4 separate regions of the Sus scrofa genome follow, and regions 1, 2 and 3 are each linked to region 4. A link is a contact called in public Hi-C and HiChIP or PLAC-seq data. All regions are on one chromosome and are shown on one strand. The core of a region is the stretch at or near the end of the contact, and the rest is flanking DNA. Distances in the headings are between cores, read along the strand shown. Region 1 has its middle 100 kb from the start of AKR1E2. Region 2 has its middle 78 kb from the start of KLF6. Region 3 overlaps LOC102157904 (a long non-coding RNA gene). Region 4 has its middle 350 kb from the start of KLF6.

Region 1 (3,703 bases), core at 370-2,869, 340 kb after region 4:
AAGAGCACAAAAAGGAATGGAAAAACATGGTTATATGGCTGTTCCGGGCCAAAAATATCTGTCTCACCACTTTTTAAATGATGGGTTAATTTTTGAAAATAAACATCAGTTTAATCGATGATGTCTCACCTTTCATTTTTATTTTTTAGATCTGACACGTTGATCCTGAGGATATGTCTGATGAGCAAGCTGGCAAGTGCTTCTAATTTTACCTGGTAAAATAAAATGCCCCCAAACCACCTTGGCTAGTGTAGGGGAAGAAGAATAAAGTCTAAAACGCAATACCTGTTCCTCTTACACATCTTGACCCCTCCACACGGCCTTCACATAGTGCGCTACACATATTATTGAAAATCTGTTGTCATGAGCACTTGCAGACACTCTCCCAAGAACAACCACCACAAACCCAAACGGTTGCCGGATGAGCCGCGGTTTCCCCTTGTGCCAGCCAGGCTGACAATCACCATGAGCCCATGTCCACCACAGGGCAGGTCATGGGAAACAGTTGCTGCGAGTTAGTTAGACTTGCTCAATGTCAGTGTTTAGGGATTAATTTCATTGCTTGAGTTATTTAGATCACGATGGCAATAAAGATTTCAGAAAGCTATTGGGAAACATTTCCTTTAGGGAAGGAGGAACATGAAAACAGTCAAGAAGGGAACTGATTCATGCAAGAAACCTCTGTGTATAAAGCATTGTTTGTGTTACATTCACTGAAACAATGACGAGTGAAAGGACACTTAAATATGGGCAGTCAAGCCTTATTAGAACAGTTAGTGACTAATTACAGTTCAACACGCAAACATTTAGCTGTCTGTACCCTATGTGAATAAGCAAAGTATTTTTAAAGCCAACAACAAACACAAATAATACATTCCAATAAAAACGGCTTCTCTCGGATAACCACCACAACACAGAAATAATAGCACAAGCAATGGAAAAGTTTCTAAGTTCCCAAAAGACAATGGACAGACTTGTTCCACCCAGGCTTGCTTTGATATTTGTAGGAATAACTAACCCATCTATGCTAATGCACCATTAAACTTTTATCAGATCATCATCAGAACGCATGGGGATTAAAAATCATTTCAGCTGAATAATACATGCTAAAATGTACATCATCTGTGTTAAGCTAGTCGTAATCATTTGGCCAACGTACTTCAAAGGCTTGATGGACATCCGCCCGTTTTGAACTTAAGCATGAATATCTTGGCAACACAAGGGGAACGCTTTCATCACACTGAAAGGCAATACGAGCTATAAATGTGGGACATCTCAGCTTCCATCTGAGTAAGTCCTCAGAATTGCGACATTCACCAAGCAATAAATCCCTTGAGTTGTTGTTCAGACGCCCTCGCCCTCGATGCGTCTGAAGCAACTTCTCTGAGTGTTTTGTCTTGAGAGTTCTTTATCCTTCTATTCTTAGATCCTTCATAATGCGGGATACCCTTCCCTCCTGTAGCCTGGGTTCTCACACTTAGTCTTCCTTTTGTTAAAACCTAAGCAGCTCTTCAATTCACACTGAGGCATGGAGGGCTGCTTCCATCCGTGTGGGCTATCCCTTCCTGAGGCATAACTGAGGGAGAGGAATGCAGTTCAGTCTCTGCTGGAGACTGGCGAAGAGGAAGCTCTGCGGGGACTCCCCACCGCCCCCCGCTTGCCCGAACATTCTGCTCAGAGTAATAGCCAGGCTACGCACCCACCTGTGGCGTCAGCTTCCCATTCTGCTCCCTTTTTGACAATAAGAAGCCATGAGGATGCTTTTTGAAAGCTTTAATCTCTTATTTATCCCATGTGGATTTGGCCTTGGCAGAGAAACCACTTATGTATTCTTATATTTTTGTTTAATATTATTGCACTTCAGTCTCATAATCTTTCTCCCTTTTGCAAATTGAAGAGAGACTTTATACGATGCTTGGAAGAGAAGAGAAGACACCTTTGCAGATAAGATATGGATGGTTTTCTTATAGCATCTTTAAGAATAACTGTTAGGAACACAATACCCTTCACTTATCTCGGGTTTTCAATGAGAAAATACCTTTTTGGTTCGTAAAGAGAGACTACCACCATGGAGCCAAGGGATACACTGTGTTTAGGAGGGGGTCCCCTCATCTGAAATTATTTATTTCACGGTCTTCCAGAAGCGCCCAATTATCCGTCCCTAAAAATGTGCCCCCTGGGGCTCAGCACAGCCCCGCAGTAATGATGGTCAGACCCACGGGTGGCCCACACCATCGTCCTCGACCAGTACCGCATGAAAGAGCTCCTGGGTGGCTTTGTGACCTTAACAGACAGCTGAAAGGAGGACGGTGAAAAAGTGCAGGTCCATACACAGCGGGGCAGGGGAAAGACAAAGCCTAGAGTCACAGTGAGGCAGCTCCAGGAAGTAATCTCTTGGTTGAGGGGTTCTCAGGAAGAGAAAGGGAGGCAGACAGAGACGGCTGTGTCTCAGAACCTGTTCTGCCTGCATCAGTACAGGAAAGAGGAAAACTGGGAAAGAGCGTCCCACCCTCCCTCAGACAATGGTCGGCTTTATAATAGGATTGCATCTCAACCATCTTTAAGGAGCAGCACTTAGCATAGCTCATGACTCATGTCAGAGATACGATAAATATTTGTTGAGTGAGGGAATGAATACAATAATATAGTTTTAATTTTAGGATTTCCTGGCATTCCATGAAGACATTTTATGGTTTCACGTACGCAATAACATCTCAAGATGTACTGGATGTACCAGATTTTTTTTTTTTTTTTGCATTTCCATTAAAATGTAGGAAAACAAAAGAGCAGGAAATTTTTACATTTCCATTAAAAATGTAGGAAAACAAAAGAGAGCCAGCTGTGACTATTTATAGTGTGCTGAGAAATATTCCACAGAAATCGCTACCCAGTGATTTTTTTTTTTTCATTGGAAGAGTGTTGAGACAACTAGAGGGAAGCACTAAAAATGACAAAGCATTTCCTTAGAAATTATGAGGGAAAAAAAAAGTCCTGAAGAGCAGGGGAAATTTTAGTATTTAAAAAGATATTTTGACATAAATTGTGGATTGATCCCATTTAAAAGTAATCTTCACAGACTTAAGCCCAACAACGAAACACTGTGTTAGGAATACGACTCAGTGGTCAGATTCAGGGTTGAATTCAACATAGCACAGCTAAGAACAGCACACACACACGGAATAAACCAGCTCAAGTTCTCCAAGGGCTGGATTTGCAGCTCTTACCACAGATGGCAATTACGTATCTCACCACAAGAAAAGCGCATGACTGAAGCCTCATGTCCTTCTCTTCCTGATCGTGAGCATTTGAATGCTTTGGAGAGGAGTTCCCACTGTGGCTCGGCAGAAATGAATCCAGCCAGTATCCAGGAGGACTCGGGTTCACTCCCTGGCCTTGCTCAGTGGGTTAAGGGTCCAGCACTGCCGTGAGCTGTGGGGTGGGTCACAGATGCAGCTCAGATCCCGAGTTGCTGTGGCTGTGGTGTAGGCTGGCAGCTGCAGCTCCAACTGGACCCCTAGCCTGGGAATGTCCATATGCTGTGGATGCGCCCCCTCCCCCAACAAGGCAATAAATAAGTAAATGCTTTGGAGAAGTTCACACCACACAGGGGATGTTTGGAGATTCCTACTTGCCTATAGTTGGCGCATTCCTCAGATGTTTTCTTGAGCCCAGGACGTGCCAAGCAATGTGCAGGTGCTGCAGA
Region 2 (3,351 bases), core at 364-2,863, 280 kb before region 4:
TCAAGATCCAACCCATCCAGTGTCATTGACCTTGGCTTCCTTGAAAGATGGAGAGATGGGGGCTGGCTGAAATCTCTCGGGTCCTTTTCAGAGATCAAAAGTGGCACTCTTTGTCCTTTTAGACACAGACACATCAGGACAGATGCTGAGTCGCATCTGTTCAAGTCATCATTAAGTGAACTCTGCCCGCTGATACGGCTTCGCCTGTCCATTGAGCCTTGGGATCAATGCGATTCAGTTGTATTTGGAAAAATATATATACACGACGAGAACGGCTTATCCGAAACAGTTTAATAAATACCCCGATCAGAAATTCAGTGACTTGTCTATGAACAAGTTTAGAACCTGGCTGTCGCATGTAATCCTCAAAAGGTACAGTGTACTTAGTGGGTCCGAATTCTCTAATAAAATGTGTTCTCAATTCTTTTTGCTATGGAGTCAGGATCACAAATCCAGTTAGGTTTGCTTAGACAAAGTTGTGTTTGGTTTTCTGTTCTCTTGCACTTCAGAACCGTGTTGGCATTTTAATTGTTACATCTTGATAGCAACATTTCTTTCATGGAAACCTTTTAATGGCAACTCACTCTTCTCTGAGCTATTTTAAGAGGAAATTGTATTTGAATGGTCTAAAAAAAAAATCCAGGGCTTTCTAGGGGATTTTGTCAGTTGGGTTTTCCTTGCTTATGATCTCATTGTCCAGGATTGTATAAGCTTCTAAGAATCAAAGGGATAGTGGTTTCTAATAAGTATACGCAAACACAGAACTATTTTCACTTTTATTCATATGCTAAATATATTCGCTCAACTGGCATGGACTTCATAATGAATCATGATGAGTCTGTTTGCCCTCCTCAAAAAAAAAAAACCCAAAAAAGCGATAAAATTGTAACAAAATCAATTCCCTTTGGAAAAGGAGGCAGCCAGTTTTCCAGTACTGCTTGCTTGCCATGGAAAACTCCCCCCCGACCCCGTCAGTGATAAACTCGCAGAAGTAAGTATATAAAAAATGTAGATGAAAATAGGTGTCATCCTCACAGGGTAAGGAGCTCATGAAAATTAAGCTCCTAGAGCAGTGCCTGGCGGGCGCCACGTGGCCAGTTAATCTCATGGATTGTCCTTATTCCTGACGCTCATCTCATTGTGTGTAGTCAGCCAACTTGCAGTAGCATAAGTTCTTGCTAGCTTTCTCTGCCCATGTTAAGATATATATATGTAATATGGCACATCTCTCTCTTTTTTTGAGTAGACTCATAAATGATGGTTTCAAATGGTTGCAGAAAAATCTGGCATCGTCTGGGGGAAGGAAATAATGCAAATATCCTCTGAAAGCCCACGTGAACTGTAATTTGAATGTTCAGTTCAAACAGATGACCGTTGTCAGGGTTCTCTGTTCATAGAATGTCCCTTGGAGGGTTATGATTTATGAAGAAACTGTTTTCCAAATGAAAGAGCAGAGCATCTCAATGGGGGAGGAAACCTCGAGCCTATAAAACACACATGCCGATGAATGTATAGGTTTCTGTAAGAAATGCATGGATAGTTCCCCCTGGTCGCCCTGATGAAAAACTCGTCTTGTCCGGTTGCATCACCTGTTGTGCCAACAGAGCGCTCATGCTGAAGTGGTGTTTGCACAGGACAAAGGAAAAGGGGAACTTGGCATGTAGCTGGTTTAGTGAAGCCAGTCTACCATTTCAAATCACCAAGGCCAAACATTCAGTTGGATGGATAGTTTTCTCTTGCTGAGACCACGAAGCCATTCTTTTCTGTCTGTTTGGTGCCAGTGAGGAGGGGGACGCACGAGGAAAGTCTCCACCACTCGACGGGGATTTTCTGCAGTGTATTTATGCGAGGTGAAGCTCAGAGGATTTTCCCTGTGTAACAGCACGTCAGGATGGCTGTCGGGTTTGCCAAAGATGCTCAGCAGCAGCGGTGACTCATCAGATAGAACAGCCGCCAGACACAGCCCCCCGGGAATACGATTAAGCACACATTCTCAGCTGTCAGATGCCTTGGGCTCAATCTCAGGCTCAACCCTTCACGAGCTGCTTGACTTTGAGACAGCTCCCCAACCTCTCTGAGCCTCAGAGGAGGCACTCTCCTTGGCAATAGGCTCTCTGGACCTGATCCCAAAGGCCATGGAAAGAGGGGCCACAATCACGTACACAGAGTGAGCAGAGCAGTGCCTCAGGCACAGTGGCCAGCACACATTAGTGATTATTAGACAATGAATAATGTTTCCTATAACTGCACTGAGATCATGAGTCATGTAGAGTATTTTGAGGAGCGGCTTCGCATTTGGCCGGAGATACAGATATGAACATCATGGCTTCATTCGGTAAAATCCTGGCAACACGGAGCCACTCTGAAGCTTCTCGACCATGTTAAGGTCTCAGATTCTAGAGCGAGCTCAGCAATCAGGTACCATCAGTTTAGACAGGGCTGTGAAGATCAGGAGTTTTAGATAAAGTCCACATGGCTCGGATATTAAATAATTCTCAAACTCTGGATTTAACTATGTCAGCATAATTCCGGGAGTAACCATTTAACCAATTGTTTCAGTCCGCTCTGGCTGCTGTAACAAAATACCACAGACTTCAACGACAGATTCATCTTCTCCTCGCTGTGGAGGCTGGAAGTCCAAGGTCAAGGAAGGTGCTGGCAGGTTCAGAATCTGGTGAGAACCTGCTTCCTGGCTTGCAGATGGCTGTCTTCTCCCTGTGTCCTCACGGGGCCTTTGGTTTTATGAGTGCCTTGCAAAGAAATTGCTGATATTCCTTAATAAAGATTGCTGAAAAATTGGAAACGTGGTTCTAATATGCATGCAAATCAGATAAAGAGCAGAGGTTCTAATATGGGGAAATTCCAGACCCAGGCAGACCTCAGAGAGATTTTGGGTTTGGTTCCAGACCACTGAAATAAAGTGAATATTGCAATAAAGCAAGCCACACATGTTTTTTGGTTTCCCAGTGCATATAAAAGTCAGACTACTATAATCTCTTAAGTGTGACACAGTGTTATACCTAAAACACATTCACACCTTCATTTAGAAATACGCTACTGCTAAAAATGCCAGAACAATCACAAGAGGGGCCGCAAAGATCACCAACCACAGGTCACCGTAACAAATATCATAGCACTAAGAATAATAAAGATTGAACTGTTGTGAGGCCTGCCCACGTCTGACAGAGACATGACGGGAGCCAATGCCATCGCAAAAATGACACCTGGAGACTTGCTCTTCCCTTCGGTCCGTAAAACACGTGTGTCCACAAAGCCCCACAAAGCGAAAGCCAATAAAATGAGGTGACATGAAGTCACTCTTAAACTCCGGTGCATGACCAGTGATAACGT
Region 3 (3,339 bases), core at 1-2,500, 430 kb before region 4:
TGCCCAAGGGAAAGTGGGGCCCGGATGTGGGAAGTGGGGGCTGAGGTAAGGACTCCGGACTTGGGAGTGATGAGAGCAGGAAAAGGGAGCTGACCCCAGGTCAGATACCACACTGACCACAAGACAGGGCCCAGTGGAGAAAGGAGAGCAGGCTGCACAGGAAGACAGGGGTCACATGAGCGGGACACCGTGCCAGTCCTCCTCTGCTCCATCCAGGGACTGCGGGTGTGAAAGACTCACTGACCATGGGGTCAAGGGGCTGCTGAGAAGGGGCCTAGGCTGATGGCCACAAAAAGACACATGTGTCTCAAAGTCACCCTTCTTCTGGGCAGCAGCCTTAGCCAGAGGAGGAAAGAGCTGACTAACTCCACTGTGCATTTGTTTCCTACCTGCCCCCTGTAGGTGTTCTGGGGGTGGTACTAGAAACTGTTATGGCTATCCTGCTGGGATGTGGTCATTCCCAGGAAGCAGTACAGGGATGACGGGACGGCGGCCCACAGCCAGACAAGCCCATTATGGAGATGAGAGCTACTGGGGGCTTCCCAAGAAGCAATTTCAGGGAAAACATCCAAGAGCCACTTAAGGGGGACATATGATAAAGATGAATGATAAAAAGGACAAGATAGTGAATCCCAAGAGAGGTAGGCAAAACCAAAGCCATATAGAGAGAGATGGACGCTGATGGGTACAGACCTACACCAGAGGGAGACATGAACAGTAGGCCAGTGTTTACAGCCAGTACGGATGAAACTCAGGCATTTCATCTGGAATTCAGGGTTCCAAGTATTTATGCAGTAAGTTTTAACAACAACAACAAAAAAAGGTGCAATAATGAATAAAATTTACTCATCCCCGAAACAATGTATTACTCTTGTCATTAAGAAAAAAAAAGAAAAGAAAAGAAAATGAAGACCCAAGTAGTCCAGTGTCACGTGATTAGGCCAGGACACAAGCGCACTTAGGAAGAAGCACCCCCTTCACGGGATCTGCTGGTTAAAGGTTCACTTCCAATTACAGCTAAATGTGCCAAATGTTCATTCCAGTTCAGCAAAAGCTTCCTCTGAACTGTATGGATTTATTTCACATTAATCAGCTATTGTACTCAACATGCTAGGGTGAGAGGAGTCGTTTACTTGATCAAGTCAGGCGATACGGAGCACAGACAGGCGTTATTAATACCACTTATCATCCCAAGCTCTTAGCTTGCTAAATATGTGAATCTTGTTACCACGTGGTTATCAAGGCAGAGTTATGAAACGCCCCAGGGCCGACTCTGCAAATGCAAGTCACATATTCTGCAGGAGGTTCTGGAAGAGGGGCTGAATTCTATTCCAGGAAGCAGAGGAAGTGTCACAAGACAGACATGCGCCAATTTGAACTGCCAAGTGGACCTCTTCCCATTTTACATACCCCGTGGTTTCTAAATAATGCACATGTCAGCTGCACGGATACTAGACGCCACTATGGGTTCTGACAGGCTGCCCCAATTCCCATCAGTCAGGGCCCATGTCTCCCAGGAAACTCAAAGTGAGATTGGGGAAGGTAGCCAAGTGGTTGGGACTCAGCTGGAAAGTGGATTCTGGAACATCCAAAGTCTGAGAGACTGGTTCAAATTGAGAGAACTATGGAGAGAGTCTGGAGAACTGACAGGGGCATGGTAGGATGAGGCAGCTTCCAGTTAGAAGGCCATACTCAATCCAGCACTCTTAGAATGGCCTTTTTGATGCAGAAGTCCAGATGCTAAGGAGAGAAGCTCTGATCTCTCAGTAAAGAAGGAACACTCTTGCTCTGTGAGCCTGGGGAGGTCAAAAACTAAGTTGAAGATGAGATTATTTCATGTGGGCATATTCTTCAAGTCCTCCTCTTTCTCCTGAAGGCCAGCATCATCAGCACACACTGCCTTCATTTCTGATGCTTTCATCACACCATTTTTCTATCAGACAGAACAGTCATTTCCCAAAATCTCCAACCTGGATACTTTGTTCCCAAGATATATCCATTCCCTCGTATTTTCAATACGCCACCACAGCATGACTGGGATGTTTTAAATTCACACCTTCCCAGCTCACACTTCCATCCCACTAAAGGATCTGGTATGCCTGCAGAGCAGTAAATTTCAGTTTTTAAAATTGTTGTTCTCTAGTGCTTGTGAGTCATGCAAAGGGCAATGGCTTGATGGTTTTATTAAATGTACAGGCACCACGGTTTGAAAGATGTAGGGACTGAATGTCTGTGTCCCCCCAAAATCCGGCCCTTCAATGTGACAGTATTAGGAGGGGCCTTTGGAAGATGATTAGGATTAGCAGGGTCAGGAGGGTGGGGCACTCACAGATGGGATTAGTGCCTCTAGGAGAGTCTGGGGAGAGCTTGCTTTGCCCTTCTCCTGCTCTCTCAGCCATGTGAAGATGAAATGAGAGGCTGGCATCTGCAACCAGAAAGAGTTCTCCCCAGATCCCACTCTGCTAGGCCCCTGATCTTGACTCCCGGCCTCTACCATCATGAGAAATAAATGTATGCCTTTATAATCTACCCAATCTGCCATATTCTTGTTGATACAGTGTAGCGGCCACAGCTGTCTTAGAGTATCCAAGAGTGTTCAACCTCCAGATATTAGATTAGACCTTAGGGAAAAAACATGCTAATGATTCAGTGACCTGGCAACCCTACGCATATAAAGTGAGCAGCAGGCGCAGCCTCAGCAGAAAAAACAACTAAAATCTTTAAATTTGAGGTAATTCCAAGACTATAGCTAACACAGGAGTTATATTACGGCAGGGATAAATGACTAGACATATAAACACCAGAAGAATTTCTCTCAGTCAAGCAATGGTCTACTTGACTGAAATTACACTGCAGAACTTACTTGGAAATGGGAAGGAAGAAAGTAGAAGGAATAACTGGAAGCACAGATTTTCTGCAATCTACTTCCATCACTGACCCTTGGAGAACTCAAAATTTGCTATTCATGGACTTGTTGGAAAGTAATCACAGTGGCGCTAAATTTGGACTACTTGATTAACTAATAAAAGTAGACATGATATAAAACTTCCAAAATATTAACTGTATAATTTGAAAACTATTTTAAAATTACTTTAATATTTGATTAAACGTAGATTTGTTTTAAAATCACACTTTTTTAACCAAACAGGACCAGTAACTAACTTTGATTCCTAAAGTGGGAGCATACTTGCAATTTCATCAAATAAGGGATATGTGCCAGGGTGCCTGGAGGGGACTGAGCCTATGACCTATGCTGATGTGAAAAACCAAATATTTGCCATGCCTCCTGATTCCCTGGTAATTTAATTTCAGACTAATTAACAGAGAATTTGACAGTCC
Region 4 (3,577 bases), core at 60-2,559:
GTGGGCTTAGCCCTATGTCCGCTGGGGCCGCCAGGCAGCCCTGGCCGCAGGATCCTCTTGGACAACCGCAGCGGTCTTGCTGCGTCTTCTTATGCATGTGGTGTGTGCATGCTATGCTTCAGCATTTTTTAAACTCTTCCTTTGAGTAAATTAAAAAAAGTTTGTGAAAAAGTTTGCTCCAGGAAAAGGGAGCCAAAGGGCTCGCTGATTCTTTTAATTGAATAAGGGGGGGGGCGGGGAATGGGGAGCGGGAGGTGGGGGGGATAGAAGAGAAAAAGGTATAGAAATCAGTTAGCCTCATGGACGGCTAGATGAGGTCCCTTGCTATTAAAAACATCCAGAGTGAGCCCTGGGGGTGGCCAACAAAGAAAGGGGTTGCTATTATTTGGGTTCCTGTTAAAATCTGACCCCACAGGGTGCTTTAAATCTCCGTGACCAGGGCACTGCCCTCTCCGAAACAGCAGACCTTCAGATGTGCACGGGAGACGAGACCCGGGATACCATTTAGAGGCCTCTTTGACCAGGGAAGGTCACCGTGTGACCATTTCAGGGGGACACCTGCAGCACGGCTTTGTCAACAGGGCCTTGGATCTGAACAAAACACACGCAGTCACTTCCCACCAGGACGTGACACTCGGGGCCGGCCCTGAGCCGGGCACATCTGGAAGGTGGCTCTTTCAGGGGGGCGTTTTCTCTCCGTTCCACGTCCGGGAGCGGGTGAGCGAGAAGCGCTGCCTTCACAGCCCGACTGTGCGTCAGTGCCATCGGTCGGGGGTGCGGCCAGGGCGCTGGGGCGCCTTGAAGGGCAGGCGCGGAGCCTCCAAGGCCGCTGTTCTGAACCAGGGCCTGGTGGGGGTGGGGGCCGGGTCTCAGGCCGGCCGGGGCTTAAAAACGGGGGATAGAGATGCCACGCAAGGGCGACTGGGCGAGAGCCATCCCTCACCGGGCGTGATCGCAGTTGTCCAGCCGCCGCCCCGGTCGCTAAGGACACTGGCTCAGCCCGCGGGGACAGCCGTGCCGGTGGAGTCCAGGCGGCTCGGTCATGAGCGCTGCGGTCCCGCTGTTGTTAACAGCAGTCCCGGCGACCGTCCTCAAGGCCTGGGAAAATGTCCACAGGCATGAGCCCGCCTTCTGCGCATCCGAACTCTACGTGACTCAGGGTCACTTCTTCACATAAAGAACGCGGGGGCGGCAGCTTGGGGGAGAAAGGACTCAACGCCAGATCGCCCACGTTCAAGGGTGAGCGTCCCGGTCCCGCTGCACGAGGGCTGTGCCGCCGAACGCACAGGCCTGTCAGCTTTTTGTGCGGAATCCTGCCAGGGGAACCCGCGCGCTTGCGCTGGGTGAAGGCAGCGTAGACCAGTGGGCGTGGGCCCGAGGCGCCTTGAGTTCCCAACCTTTACTCAGAAGAAAAACGCCCAACGGCGCTGGACTTCTACCGGGAAGTTTTCTGGGTCCCGGAGAAGGACGTGTCTCCCGCTGCAATTAACTCAGAAGACGCCCCTGCCTCTCGGGGCTGCGGCGCTTGCAGAAGGCCCGGACTGGATGAGCGCCACATACGTCCCCACGCGACGTTGTCCTTCCTTTTAAAAATCATTCCGGGAATCGTTTATTTTCTGGAGTGGGTCGTCTTTATTTGTTTACCCTGGAAACCACAGTTTGACATGCTGTCTTTCGTTCCTGGCGAGGCGATGCGAAAGGCAGAAAAACCCCGCTTGTTTGCAGTGCCAGGGATAAAACACTTGACTGAAGGCCAGGTGCGCTGCCCCCAGAACCTTCCCATCGCCTCTGAGGGACGAACATACATCCTGGATCCGAATCCTCGGCAAGTTCAGGAGGTTAGAGGTGACTCAGTCTCCACGAATGCAGTCTGGTCTTATTTTAAGAAGGCCTCTGAGTCATGTGGAGTTGTGTCAAAACATGTGTTATGTTATGTTATTTTAAAAAGGCAGCTTGGAGGGAGGAAATTGAACCATCTTTTTTTCAGAAAACCTGCCCTTTAATGGAAGAAAAGGGCAAGTCAGTTTCCCACACATCTCCCTCGGTCCCGCAGGCTCTGCTTTGACCCCACACGTATATTCTTCATGGGCTTTGCTATTACCATACTTTCTTGGAGCGTTTCAAGTTTGCAACTTGAGCTGTTCTGACTTCATATTTATTGTTCGATGTGGTTACAGGCACCGCTTAAGACTGAATAACATGTACTATCGCTCTATTATTATCTTGATTGATTAGCTACCCGGTGTGATGGTTCTACAGCTACATGCACTATTTTTATCAATATAAAATATGCATAATTTTAAGAAACTTTGGTGTTCTCAACTCAAATATAGGAATAGAACCGATCCTGTGGCTATTTCGGAGTTGTGACAATGTACTTGAAAGTCCCTGGGAAAGTGGCATGTCTTGGGGGTCAGTCAGCACAGGTCACAATGGGCTATTGGGCTGGTTAGGACCAGCTTCGCAGATCTCGCTGCGGCCTGCGGAGGGGCAGGCCTGCCCTGCAGGTGAGCAGGTCTCACTCGGTGACTCCCCTCTGGCACCGTGATCTCCCTGGCCTTCCCAGGTCACTGCCCGAGGGCCTGGGGGGGAAGAGCCCCGAGAGGAGAGGGAAGCCCAACCAGGATGGCCGGGGTGCCTGGCGCGTTCCCAGTGCTGTTCTTGCTTTGAGGCTGAACACAGAAAGCCAATGGCCTGGGAAGAGTCGGGGACCAACTGCCTAGGTTGTGACAGCAACATCCAGACTTGCTGACTACTGATCCCCAAAAAACCACCAGCATTCTGATGTAGGGAAGATGTTAAAAATCTGTTCTAAGAAGGAACTCCCGTCCTGGATCAGCAGAGACGAATCTGACTAGTATCCGTGAGGACACAGGATCGATCCCTGGATTCATTCAGTGGATTAAGGATCTGGTGTTGCCATGAGCTGTAGTGTAGGTGACAGATGCGCTCACATTTGCTGTTGCTGTGGCTGTGGCGAGGGCTGGCAGCTACAACTCTGATTTGACCCCTAGACTGGGAACTTCCATATGCCATGGATGTGGCCCCCAAAATAAAAATCTGCTCTAAGAAGACGTTACTCTGTGCAGGTGATGGAGCAGATTGTCACCGACAGCATCTGTACCAGCAAAAGAAATGCAAAATACGGTACTTGCTCCCTAAGCAAGTGCTGCTCTAACCTGAAACCTAACCCAAACCCTAACCCTAAGCCTAACCCAACCCCTAACCCTAACGGAAACCCTAACCCTAAACCAAACCCTAACCTTAACCCAAACCCTAACCCTAACCCAAACCCTAACCCAAACCCTAACCTTAACCCAAACCCTAACCCAAACCCTAACCTTAACCCAAACCCTAACCCTTACAATGGGGACACCTTTACGGTGGCACCTGTGGGGTTTGCCCAAAACTCTTGCCCCCACATTTGTCTGGCCAGCTTTTCCTGCTTGGATTCCACAAGAGCCTTGCCAGGCCCTGAACCCCCATACTGCGACCTTCACAGAGGAGCGCCCCAGCCTCTGAGCAAGGATTTCTGTTCCCAACCCACCGAAGGCATTTCACCTTCATTCAAAGAATC

Evidence for each region. A called contact is a pair of places that touch in the nucleus more often than the background predicts. HiChIP or PLAC-seq counts read pairs in DNA pulled down with a chosen protein or histone mark.
Region 1: an H3K27ac HiChIP or PLAC-seq map of alveolar macrophages shows a contact between it and region 4. The contact joins two enhancer-like sites. A contact is called at or near these places in 1 of 47 Hi-C or Micro-C datasets (embryonic fibroblasts) and 1 of 2 datasets of contacts at active chromatin or transcription factors (alveolar macrophages).
Region 2: a Hi-C map of embryonic fibroblasts shows a contact between it and region 4, with 3 times the contacts expected there. The contact joins two enhancer-like sites. A contact is called at or near these places in 6 of 47 Hi-C or Micro-C datasets (embryonic fibroblasts, fetal heart ventricle, heart right ventricle and 1 more) and 2 of 2 datasets of contacts at active chromatin or transcription factors (alveolar macrophages and skeletal muscle).
Region 3: an H3K27ac HiChIP or PLAC-seq map of alveolar macrophages shows a contact between it and region 4. The contact joins two enhancer-like sites. A contact is called at or near these places in 2 of 47 Hi-C or Micro-C datasets (both in embryonic fibroblasts) and 1 of 2 datasets of contacts at active chromatin or transcription factors (alveolar macrophages).

The regions. Positions count from the first base shown.
Region 1 is chr10:65,795,042-65,798,744 of Sscrofa11.1, reverse strand. No RefSeq gene overlaps it. Among named protein-coding and RNA genes, the nearest start is that of AKR1E2, 100 kb to the right of the region's middle. Within about 2 kb of position 1,619, at least 14 of the 83 cell types and tissues checked have an H3K27ac peak or open chromatin away from gene starts, as enhancers often do. A contact at or near this core is called in alveolar macrophages, where this site is marked.
Region 2 is chr10:66,408,338-66,411,688 of Sscrofa11.1, reverse strand. No RefSeq gene overlaps it. Among named protein-coding and RNA genes, the nearest start is that of KLF6, 78 kb to the left of the region's middle. Within about 2 kb of position 1,613, at least 22 of the 83 cell types and tissues checked have an H3K27ac peak or open chromatin away from gene starts, as enhancers often do. A contact at or near this core is called in alveolar macrophages, embryonic fibroblasts and skeletal muscle, where this site is marked.
Region 3 is chr10:66,558,367-66,561,705 of Sscrofa11.1, reverse strand. The region is part of intron 1 of LOC102157904 (a long non-coding RNA gene); the gene reads right to left. Among named protein-coding and RNA genes, the nearest start is that of KLF6, 72 kb to the right of the region's middle. Within about 2 kb of position 1,250, at least 13 of the 83 cell types and tissues checked have an H3K27ac peak or open chromatin away from gene starts, as enhancers often do. A contact at or near this core is called in alveolar macrophages, where this site is marked.
Region 4 is chr10:66,132,488-66,136,064 of Sscrofa11.1, reverse strand. No RefSeq gene overlaps it. Among named protein-coding and RNA genes, the nearest start is that of KLF6, 350 kb to the left of the region's middle. Within about 2 kb of position 1,309, at least 27 of the 83 cell types and tissues checked have an H3K27ac peak or open chromatin away from gene starts, as enhancers often do. A contact at or near this core is called in alveolar macrophages, embryonic fibroblasts and skeletal muscle, where this site is marked.